Regions from separate parts of the Drosophila melanogaster genome. Here region 2 is linked to region 1. A link is a contact called in public Hi-C data. All regions are on one chromosome and are shown on one strand. The core of a region is the stretch at or near the end of the contact, and the rest is flanking DNA. Distances in the headings are between cores, read along the strand shown. Region 1 holds the start of Syx18 (Syntaxin 18). Region 2 holds the start of lncRNA:CR45917 (long non-coding RNA:CR45917).

Evidence for each region. Hi-C and Micro-C count contacts between places; a contact is called where the count stands out from the background.
Region 2: a contact with region 1 is called in a Hi-C map of the Kc167 cell line, with 5 times the contacts expected there. A contact is called at or near these places in 6 of 107 Hi-C or Micro-C datasets (the D17-c3 cell line, the Kc167 cell line, the S2 cell line and 2 more).

The regions. Positions count from the first base shown.
Region 1 is chr3R:24,624,274-24,627,143 of dm6, forward strand. Syx18 (Syntaxin 18) reads right to left here and starts at 1,289. Exons shown (of 2, transcript NM_079761.4): 1 at 202-1,289. The coding sequence starts at 1,200. atl (atlastin) reads left to right here and starts at 1,398. Exons shown (of 5, transcript NM_143017.3): 1 at 1,398-1,539. Wsck (wsck) reads right to left here. Exons shown (of 3, transcript NM_170155.2): 3 at 2,793-2,870.
Region 2 is chr3R:25,649,220-25,651,919 of dm6, forward strand. lncRNA:CR45917 (long non-coding RNA:CR45917) reads left to right here and starts at 1,353. Exons shown (of 1, transcript NR_133452.1): 1 at 1,353-2,338. jigr1 (jing interacting gene regulatory 1) reads left to right here. Exons shown (of 6, transcript NM_001347754.1): 5 at 1-278; 6 at 345-2,655. The coding sequence ends at 828. It overlaps mir-92b (mir-92b stem loop), which reads left to right and starts at 2,179; the gene lies at 2,179-2,278.

The DNA.
Region 1 (2,870 bases), core at 39-2,538:
TCGCGAAGGATGTGGATTTTAGCGAAGCCAATTAATATTTTTAATTGAAGGATTAAGTCGACAAACATATGGGCAGCCACTTAAACCCACTAAGTATTCTTGGCAATATGGAGCAATATGTTCTCACCAAAATTAAACTAAAGATATCGTTGTTAAGAACAGCAAGGATTCCTTGGGACTTGTGTTATCATGCCATCTTACCTTTTCGGTGAAAATGTCCTGCAGTTGGGCAATGTCTACCACGTTCTTTTCGATCTGCTCCACCTCCTCGGAGACGCCCTGCAGAAAGTTGTAGATGTGTACGTTCTCCGCCTCGAAGAGCTGCACATCCTCGGCGCTTAGGGGATCGTCATCGTCGGCCTCCTGCTGCTGCTGGAGCTCCTCATCCAGAGCCATCTTGGAGGATGAGTTGTTCAGATCCGATCTGTTGGCTTTGCTTCGTTTGCGCGTACGCGGTTTGTGTTGATTGGCCTGATTGGCTTCCTTGCCCTTCTCGCCATCGTGATCGTCCACCTCGTCGCCTTCCTCGTCTTCATCCCAGTCGCCCCAGGCGTCGTTATTCCAGTCATTGTCGGCGGACTCGTCGTGGTTGCCATTTGCTTGTGAAGATGACTTCGTGGCTTCGCTGTCATCGTTGCTGACCTGGCGCCTGCCCAGCTTGCCACTGTTGCTGCCCGCCGGACGCACTGGTATCTTCTTTTTGTCCGCCGCCAGCTTGAGCAGCCTATAGGTTTCCAGTTCGTGTTGCACACGGTACTTCTTTTGGTCCAGATAGATCTGTTCCACGCTGTGCAAATAGCTGACCAGCAGGTCCAGCACGGCGTCGATGTGCTGACGCTCCTGCGGCTTCCGCTTGGCGCTCTTCCAATCGCTGCGCATCTTGGCCAGGTGCTGCGTGTAAAAGGTGACGAACTTCTCCGACTCGCGATCAATCAGATCCCGCTGCGCGTCGGTCATGTGTGCGGCGGACTTGAGGTGCTGGCCAATGCGCATGTAGGCGGTGCGGTTCTCGATCAGCACATTGCGCAGCGAAGTGATCTTGTTGCACACCTCCTTGGCCTGCTTGGCGAAGTCATCCTTTGGGCCAATTGGTCCAGTTTTTGTCGGCACTGTGGCGGGCTTGGCCTTTCCGGCCAGCTCGGCCTTGCGCTGCAGGCGCACCGTCATTACGCTGGCCTTGAAGCTCTGGGTGATGTCCATAGCTATTTGCTATAACTAAGTTTGAAATATTTAACTTTTAAATCCACATCATCGGTCCAACACAATGTGGCCGTTCGTTTAACCGTTTGCAGTGTGACCTTATGATGACCGTTAATATATACCAGTTAGCTAATACTAAAAATAGCTAAATGTTATCGATAAGCATTTCAGTGTTGGCTAATGAATTTTCACCCCCACACTTATAGGTGATTTTTCGCCCAACGGTGTACGGTCACACCATTGGCAGAGCACAAACAAAATACGTACTTTTCTGCTTCCAAAGTGTCGAAAAATCGCAGCGCAGTGAAGTCCAGTGTCCGATGTAAATGGTTAAGTAAAGTGAGTAACAAAGGCCGACACAGAAGCCGCATTATTTGCGCAGTTAGCCGACCATTTGGTAGTGTGCGTGAGTGGCTCCGTCGCAGTGCGTTGGTGTGCGTGTGTGAGCAACCAGTTTCCTTGGATTCCTCATAATCTCCATGTGTGTATATGTAACAAAAACAATAACAATTTAACCAGGCGAATGCAAAACACTCGCAAAGTTGGCCAATACCGGATGAACCTCATCATCATCATCATCTTCCACATATTCATGAGCATGGTCGGCAGTCGAAGCCCCTGAATTCCGATAGCAGCCATTCAGCTCGATTTATTAATAATAATTGCCCATTTGCTCGGAATGTATACACATTTCAGTGACTTCAATTGTTCGTCGTCATTTCACCTTGAATTGCGGGCAAGGTAAGCGTCCAAAAGTCGCTATGGATATCGTTGCGCTTCATTTACCGTATTTACCATATACTCTATAAGAAAGTCGCTCTAAATTCCGGGTGAGCCATGTGCTTTGGGTTTTTTGGTGGATCCAATAGTTACACGTCGACAAGAGAAACAATGGCTTATCTTCTTTGGGAAGGATCCCGAGATAAGCTTGTACATAGTGAGAAATTTTAAGTACTGATAACGAATTTTGAACATTTCATTTGAAAAGTGCATATCGGAAGAATATACACAGATTTAGATTTTTTTTTTTTTTTTGCTATGTAGCTTCATTATAAGATGATTGTCCAAACCAATGGAATATACATACATAAAGTGCCCTACTATTTCGGATGACTAATAATGCATGTAACCGCATCTAGGCTGCTGCCAACAATTTCCCTAATTAATTCTTAAACAACATAACAAACAATAGATGCAATGCAAGACCTTTAAACTGATTAATCGTCAATTTTGATCCACTCACACTTAAGCAACACCGCCGTTTATTTTCTATTATTAATTGCTGCTCGCCAGCGATCAAAGTTTCGCATTCGCGGCTCTCTCCCTTGGTTTTTTTTTTGCTTTTAGTTTTCGCTTTTGTCTGGTTTGTGCAACATCAGCGATCGGCGGGGGAATCACAGTCGCTGGTCTGTTGGTAGATCCATTCGCTATGGATCCCTCAATTTATTACACAATTTTGGGGGCCAGACTGTCAGTAGTCTTTTATCTATCGCGCTCTCCATCGAGCACGTTCGCTTGAACTTTGTTTCGCGTGGGGGAAAGTCGATTCCTTTCTTTCGGGTTGTAGATAAGCAATTAACTACCTTATAGATCTGATAAGCTCTGGCATAGAACACTCTTTTATTTGTAGGAAGTTTGTGCGTATTAACAATAAACATCGAATTGTGTTT
Region 2 (2,700 bases), core at 103-2,602, 1.0 Mb after region 1:
AATCGATATAACATCGAGAAGCGACGCGTCGAGAATGGCCTTTCCACACAGTCTTCACAATGGCCTCTATTCGAAAGCCTCCAGTTTCTGGGGGATCACATACGGCCCAGGCGCAGCTTTAAGAACATGAGCGTAAAGGAGGAGGATGAGGAGACCTACGAGGTGGACGATTGCCGGAGCGACAGCAACGGGCATATGAACAGCATCAAGGACGAACTGGAGGACGACTCCGAGATCTTCGATTGCGAGCAGGCACTCCCCGTGACCACAGTGTTAGGGTAAGTCCATGATCCATTGCTGCCTAACGTAACATTTGCTAATAACAAGACATCATTTCTTTTTAGGATTCCCCTGAATAACTCTGACGAAGCCAACAAGAGCCAGCGCTCGACGAATGGAGAAATGCCCAATGGCAAGGGCTACAATCACTTTGCGGAAAGCTATCACCGACGACACCAAAACCAGCCGGAGTACATCATCAGTAGTCCAATTGTTAATCCCATGAGGAGCAATAAGCGTGGATCACAGCACTTGGACGATCATCCGTCGAAACGCCGAGTCGACGACAGTCTGTCGATATCCGGATACTATCCAACACAACCTCTAGCCCCCTTGCCACCGGCGTACGCCAAATTCCGGGGATTTGGCGAGTTCATGTGCCACTCCCTGTGCGATATGCCAGCGGCCACTGCCTTGCGCTTGGTGCAGAAGTTCACCCGCGAATTGGTCCAGTCCTCGCTTCGCAACGAGGACAGCGGCAGCAAAGAAAAGACGGATGAGGTCGATCCGGTAGATCAGAGCAGCGAGTCGCAGGAGGAGGACGAGTAGATTTAAGTTACACTTTTAAATTGAGGGTAGGGATATTGGCACGCGTGTCTACATCTATGCGTATAGCATAAAAGCTGCATTGATGACAAATTCGATTAATTCATTTATGATTTAATTATACTCTTTTAAGTCTTCTAGCCTCGCAGTAACCGGGGTGGAAGATCCAAGCATTTCATTTATTAACATAATGGAAAAATACACTTATTTGCTTTGTTTTAAAGGCAGGGGAACGGGTCGACTAATCCAAATTGATTAATTTTCAGATTCGGCAAGAGCATAATACTCTATCTGTAAGATGCACATCTGTAATGGTATAGAATCCTATAAATCCTACATAAAGGACCATACATATTTTAAACAATAATTCACTTCATGGTTTCATTAAGGCGTCAACTGAAATGCAAATATACATTATGTATATAAGTCTGTGGGATCAGACGCAATTATGACTTCGCCACGAATGTGAGCGTCTTTCAGTCAGCGTTCCCCTTGCGCAACTCGGACCTCTATAAGGGCCATCATTATCTTACACAATAGTAATCTGCCCCTTTAAGGGGCATATACATATTTCCATTTCCCTTGGCAGACTTAAAGCAAACAAAAAGGTCCTTAAGTTTTATTACTTTCTGTATGCGAGAACCAACCCTAAAGCTTCTGAAAGCTTCCACCTTCGGCCCTTGAAGCTAAACTTTGATTACTATCCCAAGGAAATAGTTTCACTGAGGAAGAGCTATTCAAGCCAGTTGAACTGTAGGCCATGAATAATGCAATGGATAGCTGACCATGCTAATAAACTATCTACCACCTAATTTTACGCCCGTCTTAAAGGCCACCCAGAATCACTGGAGGTGTTTCCACGTAGATTGCTGATCGATGTTGTGGGACGTCCAACGCACCATCATTCCCATCCCGGGATATGGCGAGAAAATATGTGCCGGGAAAACTGGAACCTGCAGTCGGAATTGCCGGCACAGCCGAATGCCTAATGCCAAATGAAGTCTGAGTAGGCACATCTCCATTTGACCAAACTGGGTGGGGCCTCCAGGCCATTTCTATGTGCGTTGCCCCCTTGTTTACTCCTTTTTCTTTAATAATGCGTCTATATTTCTTAATTAAATTACAGCTTCTCGCATTTGGGAGTGAGTGTGTGTATGTGTGTGTAATTACAGTGTTTATGTGGCACTCGGACATTCCTGGCTCCTCTCTTCCTTTTCCCAGCTGGAGTTGGCTGACTTGGCGTATTGATAAGGCCCAGGCCCACAAAAGGAACGCGAAAGGTGAGTGGTATGGGGATTGGGCAGTTTGGAGTTTGGAGCGGATTGCATCCGAGATGTGAGTGCAGTGGTACATTAAAACGTCACCTGATGTAGGCCGTGCCCAGTGCTTATTTGTTGCATTTTCGAAATACAAATTGCACTAGTCCCGGCCTGCAATGAGTGTCGCAGTCGACGATCTACACAGTGCAAAATAATTTGTAAAAATAATTAAAAATAATAACTTCATAGATTTTTTTATTAAATTAGTTTTTGTGTGGGATCTAATCACTAATCTTGCAACAAATTTATAAAACGATCTACAAACATATCAATGTTGATCGTATCAGCTCCAAAATGACGCCCATTTTTTTCGGTGCTGCGAGCAGCTTGCCATTAAGCCTAACTTTAACTTAATGCTAACCACCATGGCCATAATGTGGTGCGGTTGTGCTGCGTTTTGCGTGCTGCTGTTCGTCAAAGTCAGGACCGTGTTGCCGTCTACTCATCTTGCCATCTCGAATGTCTGGCCCTGTAATTATATAATTTAATCAAATTACTTGCATATGTTGCCAAAAAATAAAAAAAATAAGAGAAGGAAATGCCAAAAAACTAAGGC